Linked DNA regions of Sus scrofa: all the other regions are linked to region 2. Evidence: chromatin contacts called from public HiChIP or PLAC-seq and promoter capture Hi-C data. All regions are on one chromosome and are shown on one strand. The core of a region is the stretch at or near the end of the contact, and the rest is flanking DNA. Distances in the headings are between cores, read along the strand shown.

Region 1 (2,700 bases), core at 15-2,514, 370 kb after region 2:
CAGGGCAGTGCAGCCCTTCCAAGGACAGTAAGCCTGCGGTGAAATCACTCAGATGCCTTCCTCATTTCTGCCCTAAAAACTCTTTGGGGTGGTGACACTCCTGAAACAAAGGTGGCTTTGGATGAACTCACTTGTTTTACTGTGATTACTTTGGCTTCTCTTTCAAAGTGTGGTCCAAGCCCAGAACAAGCCATCAGTGGTATTAAATATATTAGTTACTTAATAGTCTAAATGATGAGGGCAGAAATTAGTTGATGCAGAACTGCATCCTCAGTAGACTGTGGATTCCCTTTATACTCAGGGCTCTTTTTATCCCGGTGTGGCCCAGGGTGAGTGGGGGGGATGGTGGGAGGGTCAGGAGTTAGAAACAGGGTTTTAGCAAAATCCCACTCACTAAGGTCCCAGAGCTCCGTCCTTTCTTTCCCTCTTGGTTCTTTTGGTTAAAAAGCACTAATTAACATTTCAAAAGGACAGAGATGGAAATGACCGGAAACATCAATATGTAGCTTGGAGCATTTAGTCCTTAATTGAAGGTGTGCTGTTTTCCCAACTCTTAGATAGTTAGAGCCAAAACATACATAAATAAATAAAATAATGGTTTACAGAAAACCTTTAATTCCCTACTAATTTTGCATCAAGAAATTTATATTTGCCAAAAAGGTAGAGTTAATTCTATATTTTAAAAAATATCCAATTCTATTTTGTTTGAAACCTTTATACCCATTTGGATTTTCCTTATGTTTTTCTTCTCAAAAAAAAAAAAAAAAGAAATTTATATTTGCTAATTTCTAGTTTTTCATGCTTTCTTGGAGATTTTTTTGAAGTGTCACCAACTTTTATATATGTTGAAAATGATCCAAACAATATACTCTAAATAAAATCAGCAACCTAAGATGTTTTGAGAGACTTCCATGTACTCTGGTCAAAATTTACTTGGCACTAGAGGCCTTACAGACTTCAGTCATGTGAGTGACTAAGACTGAAATGCCACATTGAGTCGCAGGCCAAATACAGTTTCAAGAAATGTACAACCTGTCTCCTGAAACCCTTACATCGTGTCAGCTAGACGTGTGCTGGTCCTAACGACAGAACTTGCGAAAACTCTGGGTTTTGAATGTGGTTAATCAAGTCATTGCGCGGAAGGCAAGAAGCACTATTATTACAGCTGTTACCTTATTTTAAGGATTTACAAGTAGTGTCTGTGCCGAAAAGCACGGTATGAGCCAGTTGAAAACAAAGGGGAAGAACAGCGAGCTGCAGATAGGCTGGAAAAAGGGGAAGAACAGCGAGCTGCAGATAGGCTGGAAACCCCTGTAAGCTGTGGATGTACAAAGGCCCGTGAGACGGACGTTTAGGTCTCTGTGGCAGTAGCTGAATCCATCCTGCTTTGGCACTCAGAGATCCTGGGTCAAGTAAGCCAGTGGTGAAAACTATTTTTTTCATGTTTTGGGAAATATCTGTGCCCCAATTTTTAAACATTCTAAAAACTCACCACGATAAACTGGCATCCATCCGTTTAACCAGTTACTCAAAAGTATATCCTCAGCAGCAGTCCTTGAAACAGGTGTGGGGTTAAGAATCACTTTAATACTAGAAAAGCCAGCTGAGGCCTTCTGTTTTTAGAGTGTTGGATTTAAGAGTTTCAAATGTATCTCGAACATTTCCTGATTTACATGGAATTCAGTCTTTTTTCTTCCTCTCTCTCCTTTTTGGTCTGCACCTGTGGCATATGGAAGTTCCCAGGCCAGGGAGCCAACCTGAGCCACAGCTGTGACCTACAACACAACTGCGTCAACACCGGACCCTGAACCCACTGCACCACAGCGGGAACTCCAGCATGGAATCCGGTCTTGTACACAACCGTGTGAATTACATTTTCACACCTGACTGTGGGAGGCACAAAACTAACCTCTGTCCCCAACACTTCCCCTTGTCCCCCAAATACTCCACAAATGCACCCCCTTGCACAGGCACCCGAGGAAGGATCTGTTTTCCCGGTGTGCTTTTACTGCTTCTTAGTGTTCTCGTCACTCGCTCCTCCCGCAGGAAGCAGTGGCTCCGCGGAGGTGCCCTGAGCAGCTCTCAGAGCTGGAGGGTGAGCCCCATGGCGCCGTTCCTCTCAGGCCCAGCTCCCCAAACTGGCAGGAAAGTGCAGCTTCGTTTCCAGAAGTTCAAGCCCTAAGACTCTTCCATCTTGCGGGAAATCTCCACAGCTCAGCCGTGGTCCACAAAGGGACTTTGTTCCTTTGATCCCAGTGACAGACCCGGCTCGAGTGCTCTGGAGCAGGCTAGTTTGTACCAGAAAGCAGAGCCCCTCTAGCGAAACCAGTAAGCTTTTCCCTTTACACCAGTTTATGAAACACATAATTAACTTCCCAAGTATCATCATAGATAGGGGACTACTTGAAGAAAGGCATGTCCTTATAAACACTGAAAAAAGATCCCCTCAACAAGAGGCAGTTACTTTTCATAAGGCTAAATTCTGTTTAGTCGGGACACTAGATATGAGTACTTGGAGTTGATGTGGCAGAAGAGAACAAGAGGCTGAGCTGTCACTTCCTCCTTTTCCCACGGTGCTGCTGATGTTTCTAGGTGGGGTGGGAGATTTGTATTATCACTTAGAAGGAAGCGGAAATGAAACAGAATAGCAAATTCCTGAAACCAGATGTCATGGTGACATGATCGAGCTACCTGGTCATT
Region 2 (2,700 bases), core at 106-2,605:
GTGACCCGAAGTTCTGACACTTCTTCTTATAGGGCAAAGTGAAATCTGCGTTGCTCTATGACACACAAACATTCTGCTGTGACGCTCTCATGAAAACATTCATGAGCCCAAACTCCAACCTTTAGTCTCCATTAAAAAGCAAACCAAAGCAGGTGAACATCCTATCCCTTCGAAAACCTCTTAGTAAGTTTACGGAGTTGGTGCACCTAAAAGCCAAACCACTGTGGCGATGGCACCTGCTACTCCAACAATTGCTTCAACAACCGCGGGCTGTGGCAAAATAATGGGCGACAAATATTCCGAAGGAGCAGGCAGCTCTCTGCCGAAATTCGGCTCCGGCGCAGTTAACCAGGACGAGTGACGCCAGACACAGGGGCGAGAAAGACTGAGAGCCAAGAATCCAGCTGCGGGACGACCCTACCACGCTTCCTCTGGGACACCCGAACAACAAACGGACAAACGCCCATGCTCACGACGACCCAGAGAAGTCCATTAAAAGCCCCGCCACCACCCTCGCCCTGGCTTCCCGGGGCCGATGGGCTCAACCGCCGAGGGAGGCCCCGGCCGCAGCCTGGGCCTGCAGCCTTGCTCCGCGACGGCTGAGGGTCGCCCCGCGCAGAGAAGGCCCAATCCCGGTTCCGCTCACACCTTCTCCCTCCCGCCCGCCTGGGCGCGGTGAAGACTAGCGGCTAAAAGAGGCCTCGGCAAGTCGAGGGGCGGTGTGGGAGGTGAATGGCACCTCCGGGAGAATGGGGTCGACGACGGCTTTCACCGGGCCTGAGGGAAGGCCAGGCCCAGGTGCCTGCCGTTTCGAGCAAGGCCAAAGCCGCAGCGGGGCGGCCCGCGGCTCGCAATCTGCGGCGCCACCGCCCCCTTTCAGCTCAGGCGGCGGGTACTCACGGTGTTTGGGCTCAAGGAGATGGCGGGCCGGAGGCTGACGAGAGAAGGGCGGTGTCCGCAACCGGAGAGACAGAAAAGCGACGCACAAGGCGACTTCAACCGAGTGGCGCGGCGTCGCCTTTATAGCAGCGGGCGCAGGCGCCGAGGACCCCGGGGCCCGTGACGTCACAGAGACGGCAGGGCTGGCCGCCGAGATCGCCTGACGGCAGGCGCAGACCGGCGGGGCGAGGCGCGGCGGGCCTTGAGTCTCACCCCTTCCCTCGAAAGCGGCGCTCACTCCCCTCAAAGCGGAAACGGGGGACTGGCTCAGATACTCCACGGCCTGCAAGGGTCTTTCAGGCGGGAGCTGGCCTAAGTCGAATTAAAGACCCCAGTCCCGAAAAGCCTAGAAACCTGGAGCGAGGGGCCGGGAGGGAGAGCGCGGGGAGTAGCGGGGAGAGAGGGGCGGAGTGGGGAGGGAGAGGCGTCTGTGTTAGGGGTGGTGTTTGGGAGGGGCTGCAGCTCCTTTTCATGATGGGGAAACTGGGACTCTGAGAAAGAAAGGGCGCTGATCTTTGCAGCCAGCGCTGTGAGATTTTGCTCAGGGCCTCAGTGTCCTCCCCTGAACCCTACATGAGTTAGCTCACTCTCCACAATAATGCATAAGAAGAAATATCAGGAGTTCCCCTCGTGGCTCAGTGGTTAACGAATCCGACTAGAAACCATGAGGTTTCGGGTTCGATCCCTGGCCTCGCTCAGTGGGTTAAGGATTTGGAGTGGCCATGAGCTGTGGTGTAGGTCACAGTCGCGACTCGGATCCCACGTTGTGGCTCTGGTGTAGGCCGGTGGCTACAGCTCCGATTCGACCCCTAGCCAGGGAACCTCCGTATGCCTTGGGTGCGGCCCTAGAAAGACAAAAAGACAAAAAAAAAAAAAGAAGAAGAAATACCATTACCCTTTTCTCTTTGACTTGTGAGGGAACAGGTTCAAAACGGTTCAGTGGCAGAGCAAGGATTGTTTGATACTCTCAACTCTGATTTCCTATCGACTTCTGAAGAGGCCTCCAATCCAAAGTAACCACTGTTTCAGGGAAACCCCAAGTTAGCAAAAGTGTATTGGGTGGGGGGAGGGCGAGGTGATGGGTGCTAGGAATTCGGCAGCGAACGAGGCAGCCAGAGTCCAGCCTGCAGAGAGCCCTTGTGTGGGATGCTCCCTAAAGGCTGTGTTAGGGTCCCTAAGATGAAACCAACCCTCAAGGGAAAGGGGTTAGTCTGCAAATTCCCACTCCCACCCTCTCCAGTCAGGGACTTTGACCTGCTCTACCCTGCTCTGTTTAGAGAACAATGCCACCCCTCTGGAGGAGACTAAGGCGCCAGGCTCACCTAACCAGCAGGCACGTGATGGTATTCCTGACGCCAAGGAGACAAAGGACACTTCCACACAGGGCCCCCTAAAGAAATCAGAAGCCTGCAGCTCTTCTGAGATGGGACTGGGCAGGGAGACCAAGCAGCTCCTTGGGTTACCAGGTCTTTGTCTCCAAGCTGTGGTATCCAGTGTCTGCCAGGTGCCACAGCTGATGTCGGGAAGATGAAAGGACCTACAGCTCTCAGACTTTTTCTCCACAAGCCTGCCCTGCCCTAAGCAGCTCCAGCTTCTGGTCTCTTAGTTAAGGCCCACTAGATCCCCTTTGCTCCCCTGCCTGTGGCATATAAGGGCCACCTTGTAGCCTAGTTGAGCATCCTAAGCAGGACTGGGCAGTGCCAGATTACACGTCTAGCTGGAGGATCTGGCACAGGGCCTGGCATTAGGAAGGTGTATGTT
Region 3 (2,700 bases), core at 132-2,631, 500 kb after region 2:
CCTAACTTGGTTTCTTTTCTTTTCTTTCTTTTTTTTGGTATTTTTAGGGCTGCATCCTTGGCATGTGGAGGTTCCCAGGCTAGGGGTCTAATTGGACCTGTAGCTGCCAGCCTACACTACAGCCAAAGCAACACAGCATCTGAGCCAAATCTGCAACCTACACCACAGCTCCCGGCCACGCCGGATCCTCAACCCACTGAGTGAGGCCAGGGATCAAACCCGCAACCTCATGGTTCCTAGTCAGATTCGTTCCTGCTGCACCACGAAGGGAACTCCTGGTTTCATTCTTTCAAAAATCAAATTTACTGAGGTAAAATTTATATACAGTAAAACACCAATTTGAAGTGTGCAGTTTAATAAATTTTGGCATGCATCCATGCAATGACTGCCACAGGAAAAATATGGAGATTTTCTTATCACCCTTAGATATAAGAACATGAACTACCCCAGAAGCATGTAAAGTAAATGAGAACCTCTCTCCAACACTTCTACAGCCTTTTGCTAAAACAACAACATTTTACTGCGCCTTCCACAAGGTGAGTCGGTCTCTCCCTTGGGACTGTACTTCAGAATCACCTGGAAAGATGGAAAAGTCCCAATATGCAGGAAGCACTCCAGACCAATCAAATCAGAATATTAGAGTGGAACACACGAATCCATATATACATACATACATTTTATATATATATATATATATGTATATATATATATATATATATTTTTTTTTTTTAAGTTCCCAAGTGAAGGCAATGTTGAGAACCATTATAATCTAATGTACCTGTTTTCTGCTTTTCATCCCCTTCACCAAGTTAACTCCAGGTTAACTCTAGTCTTCAAATCTCACCTCTAAACGGTCACTTCTTCAGGGAACTCTTTTTGCGAACTCCGTTCCTATCGCAGAATCTTTTTCCTGTTGTATTATACCTGCTTGTGTTTTCCTTAATGCCCGTATCTGCCACTAGATTGAAAGCTCACCAGGATCTAGAACATGCTCGACAGGTAACAATATATATAAATGAATGAATGTATAAATAAGTAACAGTGAATGAAGATGGAGATGTTTGTAGCATCACTTAGCTCATGTGAAGGGCGATGTCCCTACAGGGCCTGGGACAGCTCGCAGTGCTTATGGCGCTTCGGTGGCCCTTGCTTAAAAGACCTTGTCGAGGGCTTGCAAGGCTGAGGCACCGCCCCCCACCGCACCCACACGCCAGGTCTTTCGCGGCTGTGCAGGGAAAACGCAGACGAGCCAACCTTTTTCGGCGCGGCCAGCGCTGTGCGGCCTCCAGCCCAGCGGGGGCGCTGTGGAGCCAGAGCGGCTTCCGGGCTCCCGTTTCCTTCCTCTTGCCGCTGGCGCCAACACATCCTGTTTTCGTTGGCCGCGCTCCGGGGGCCGCTGCCACTGTGGCTGCTGCCGCTTGTTAGTGCTGCTCCTCGCCCGGCGAGTCGAGGGCAGCGCGGCCTCCTACGTTGTGCGGTACTTGTGCGCGTGGTCCCGAAGGGCGCCGCTTTCCCGCGGCCGGCGGCATGGGCCGGGAGTCTCGGTGAGGCGGCGCGGCGGGCGGGCGAGCGGCTTCCTTGGCGTGGGGGAAGAGGCGGGAGTTGCGGTGGCCTCGGGGCCCGGCCTATCCCGGTGCGGCCCCACGTGTGGCCAGCGGCTGGCCGGTGCCACCGGAGGAGCTGGGGGACCTCTGCCGACGTTGTCTCTGTAATTGGGCCGCCAGCGGGCCCGAGGTTCCCTTGCAGTGCTTTCGACCGGTTCGAGTCGCTGGAGCGGGAACACCCCTCCGGGACGTCAACCGCATCCCGCCGTTTCCGCGCTTACCCTGCTTGCCTCAGTCAGAAGCGATCCCAGTTGGATTCCTAACCGCCTCGCGTTTGCCATGTTTCTTTAGCCTCTATCGCTCTCTACGTCAGTTCTTTGTGCGCTTGTGGCATTTTTTCACGTCGAAAGCACAATGTGGTCAAACACTTAACATACCTACAGCACTTCATGACTGGGCTTTTACTGGGCTGCAATAAATGCTTGTTGCCTGGACATATATTTCGCAGATAGGTTTCAATTTAAGTACTTTTTTTTTTTTTTAATCCTTTTTAAACTCGAAACTAGGAGCTCTTACTAGAACGCATCTCTTTAGCTTGTTACCTGATTTGGGATCTTCAGGTTTTTAATCTTGAAAGTGCATATTTGCTTGATACCTAGAGGTGGTTGAAAGATCATTTATATCTAGGATAAAAATAATAGGTGAGTAAGGTAATAGTAGTTCACTGAGTGAGGTGTGATTAACATTCAGGGAAATGGACAAAGCTTTAACGGTGGAGCTGATGAAATTGAGCAAATATATACACTGTGTAACTGTCACCTGCATAAAGTGTTTCCTTAACTACAGAAAATTCTTTTGAAGGTCTTTTAAATCTCCGTGGAATCATTGGTGTTCCTCTGGCCATCTAGACCAGAAACCTGGAAGTGATATTTATTCGACTCCCTTTTTTCTCTCTTTCTGCCTGCATCCATTTAGATGATAGAACCTGTGGACATTTCTGCTCTCTTTGACTTAATTCACGCCCTAAATATTTCTTGCTCAGACTGCTACACATGTCTCAAATTGATTCTCTTCCTCTGATCTTGCTCTCCTAGTTGATTCCACACTGTGGCCAGAGCAGCGGCCTCTCAGATAAAAAAGATGATGTCATTCGCAC
Region 4 (2,700 bases), core at 124-2,623, 410 kb after region 2:
ATGCAAGTTTGAGACCAGGTATAAGGATCTGCTCTTTTGAAGAGCAATACTGATTTTTCAGTCTGACCTCAGGGAGGTTCAGTTCTGAGGATTTTCTGTTTAAGCCACTGAGAGGCTTGTGTTTTTGTCTGTTTTCAGGTGTTCTTGGGATATATGATTTGGGATTTTGTTATAGGGGCTCTCAGCTGAAAACAGTTGGATGAAAATTATCATCTTCATCCCAAAGAAGACTTCGTACTTGTATCTTGTACAAGGAGTTTGATTTTTCAGTTTCACACACAGCAAACACATTTTTACACATCTGAGACAGGTGACAGAAAAAGGATAAAGGGTAATAGTTATTTGAATTATTACTGTTCCTTTTTCAGGCCTTAGCAGTTTAGTTCTTACTCTTTTTTGTATGTAATATAACATTTCATAGCAGGCATTTGATTGCAAATGAATTAAATAAGATGTATTTCACCTTTCTCAGGTTTTGGCACCCTAGGCATGACATTTTAATCAACAGTACAAATCTGTTGTTTCAAGAAGCGCTTTATCAATCAGCTCAGAACAGGAAAACCTAAGTATAATGAAGGTGGCTAAGATGAGGATTGAGATCATTAGTTAACTATGTTGTCTAATTACTCCAGTTTCTACCTCCCTTTGGCCTCAGAAGTAAAAAGTCAACTTGCCAAAAAAAAAAAAAAAAAACCCTCGTTGCCTGAAAAGGCAGTTTGTTGCACCTTACTGTAAACTCTTAGAAGAGGAACTAAAACTGCCATTTAAATAAGATGTTAATGAGATTTGGGGTGACTATGCTATGAATCAGCGAATTTGAAAACTAAAATTACTTCTGAATCCTCCGGTCAAAAAGCAAAGGCCTCCTCTTGGATTTGATTACTTTTACCATATGTGCATAATTAACCACCCCTTTAAAAAATTTCCTTACAATTTACACCTGTAATATGACGAAATATGAAATACTGCGACGAACATTAATCGGTCCAGCTATCCGAGGTATAGTCTCAGCAGGGGATGATGATGTCTGTCGTCTCAGCTCATCTTCACAAAAACTAGAGAAGAGGAACTGTCCATCCCACCCCTTGAAAGCTGCCACTGAAGCCGGGATTGCGCTTGGATCCCGGCAGTGCCGGCGAGATGACGTTCACGCGGTGGGGATTTCCGTATCGGTGACACGCCACTTCCGGTCGCTGGTGAGAATCAGTGACGTGGCAGGCGCGGCCAAGCACGGTCCTTCGGGCCGGGACACCCGGAGCAGTCAGGTGGCTTCTGGGCAGCCCCACAGGGAGAGAAGAGCTCACCGGCGGCGACAGCGGCGGCGGAGGGGGGAGAGGCCGGAGCCGGAAGTGCCACGTGTCCCGATTGCGCCTGCGCGGCCGGCGGCTGACAGGCAGTTCCGGCTGGGGCCTCCCTCGGTCTCTCTCCGCTCGGCTGCTTCCTCCCAGCCCGGCGTTCCCGGCCCGGCCGGCACGACTCTCGAGCCTCAGCACCCAGGCCAGGCCATGGCCGCCGGCGGGCTGGGGAGACTGTGGCGCCATGCCTAGGGCTTTATGCGCCTCCGGCTCTCTCTCCCTGCACCAGCCCTAAGTCGTTGGCCCCCTCCCTCCGCTTCCAGCAGTGGTCTTTCGGGTCGGCTTGGCGCTGTCGCAGACCCCGACCAGCCCCTTCCAGTCCCGACGAACACCGTCGTCATGTCCCAGCCCGGGATACCGGCCTCCGGCGCCGCCCCCACGGGCCTCCAGGCCCAGAACGGGGCCGCCCCAGCCTCGGGGTCTCATTACAGCAACGGTAAGTGCCGCTCAGAGGGGGCGTGGGGGCGGGAGGACGACCAAGTTCGGGCCCCCGGCTCGAGTTGACCTTTGGTTGCTGCCGCCGCCTGAGGCGACCGAGGAGGGGAGGGTGACCTCTCTGCCGGGGTCGGGAGCGGCTCAGGGTGCGAGGCCCCGCCACGGAGACCGCGGCTCGTCTTAGTGTTTCGTTTTTCATTATTTATTCATTCGTTCAGCAGACAGTTGTTGAGCCCTTGCTGTATGTAACGTCCAGGGTTTACGTGAGTGAGGAATACGGAGGCGGGCCGTACCTCACAATTCGCATCCAAGGCTCATAGTGTCTGTTTATGTGCCTTTCCCCTCCGCGCCGCCTCACTCACGTCTCGTAGAGAGCAGGATTTGGGGTTTGATTCATTCCAGTTCCGCAGTGGGGTGGGCGTCATACTCAGTGTGAATTGGCGGAGATGAACGAGTGAGTGCATGTTTTGGGGAGACCTCTTTAGGGCCCGCTCATCTCTCCCTGAACCTTCCCCGAATTGTAGTTAGGCCACCTGTTGTGGTTTTCAGCTTCGAAACAACTAAGTTAAGGGGAGGATCTGTTCAATTTCCAGAGGTCTTTAGATCACTGGGGAAGCGGTTGTACACGTCTCTGAACCTCTGACCAGAGTGTGCATGTGGCACTATAATTTTTCATTGGGTATGAGGCTGTCTTCTAATTGTGTACCCCTTCTAGGATTCTTTGAATTGTCCTATATTGTGATTTACTAAGTTTGCTATAATTGCTATTATTATATAAGACGTTTTCTGCCAACAGTTTGCCAAGTCACTAGTTTACTTGTAAAACTTTGGTTCTTGGAAACAAGTAGTAGAATAATTCTAAAATGCTTAATTGCCCGTTGGAATCTAAGATTGCTGGCAAGTTGGAGAA

The links. Promoter capture Hi-C pulls out the DNA fragments that hold promoters and counts their contacts. HiChIP or PLAC-seq counts read pairs in DNA pulled down with a chosen protein or histone mark.
Region 1: a contact with region 2 is called in an H3K27ac HiChIP or PLAC-seq map of alveolar macrophages. The contact joins the enhancer-like site here to the promoter of SKP1 in region 2. A contact is called at or near these places in 1 of 5 promoter capture datasets (fetal liver), 3 of 47 Hi-C or Micro-C datasets (alveolar macrophages, embryonic fibroblasts and skeletal muscle) and 2 of 2 datasets of contacts at active chromatin or transcription factors (alveolar macrophages and skeletal muscle).
Region 3: a contact with region 2 is called in a promoter capture Hi-C map of fetal liver, with 2.5 times the contacts expected there. The contact joins the promoter of DDX46 here to the promoter of SKP1 in region 2. A contact is called at or near these places in 2 of 5 promoter capture datasets (fetal liver and liver) and 1 of 2 datasets of contacts at active chromatin or transcription factors (alveolar macrophages).
Region 4: an H3K27ac HiChIP or PLAC-seq map of alveolar macrophages shows a contact between it and region 2. The contact joins the promoter of SEC24A here to the promoter of SKP1 in region 2. A contact is called at or near these places in 1 of 5 promoter capture datasets (liver), 2 of 47 Hi-C or Micro-C datasets (epiblast stem cells and skeletal muscle) and 1 of 2 datasets of contacts at active chromatin or transcription factors (alveolar macrophages).

What each region holds. Positions count from the first base shown.
Region 1 is chr2:136,844,582-136,847,281 of Sscrofa11.1, forward strand. It overlaps a transcript of SEC24A not described here. Among named protein-coding and RNA genes, the nearest start is that of SAR1B, 28 kb to the right of the region's middle. Within about 2 kb of position 1,265, at least 10 of the 83 cell types and tissues checked have an H3K27ac peak or open chromatin away from gene starts, as enhancers often do. A contact at or near this core is called in alveolar macrophages, where this site is marked.
Region 2 is chr2:136,475,009-136,477,708 of Sscrofa11.1, forward strand. It overlaps SKP1 (S-phase kinase-associated protein 1), which reads right to left and starts at 1,356. Exons shown (of 6, transcript XM_021084761.1): 1 at 901-1,356.
Region 3 is chr2:136,971,149-136,973,848 of Sscrofa11.1, forward strand. It overlaps DDX46 (DEAD-box helicase 46), which reads left to right and starts at 1,382. Exons shown (of 23, transcript NM_001246268.1): 1 at 1,382-1,544. The coding sequence starts at 1,528.
Region 4 is chr2:136,882,677-136,885,376 of Sscrofa11.1, forward strand. SEC24A (SEC24 homolog A, COPII coat complex component) reads left to right here and starts at 1,374. Exons shown (of 23, transcript NM_001243924.1): 1 at 1,374-1,791. The coding sequence starts at 1,554.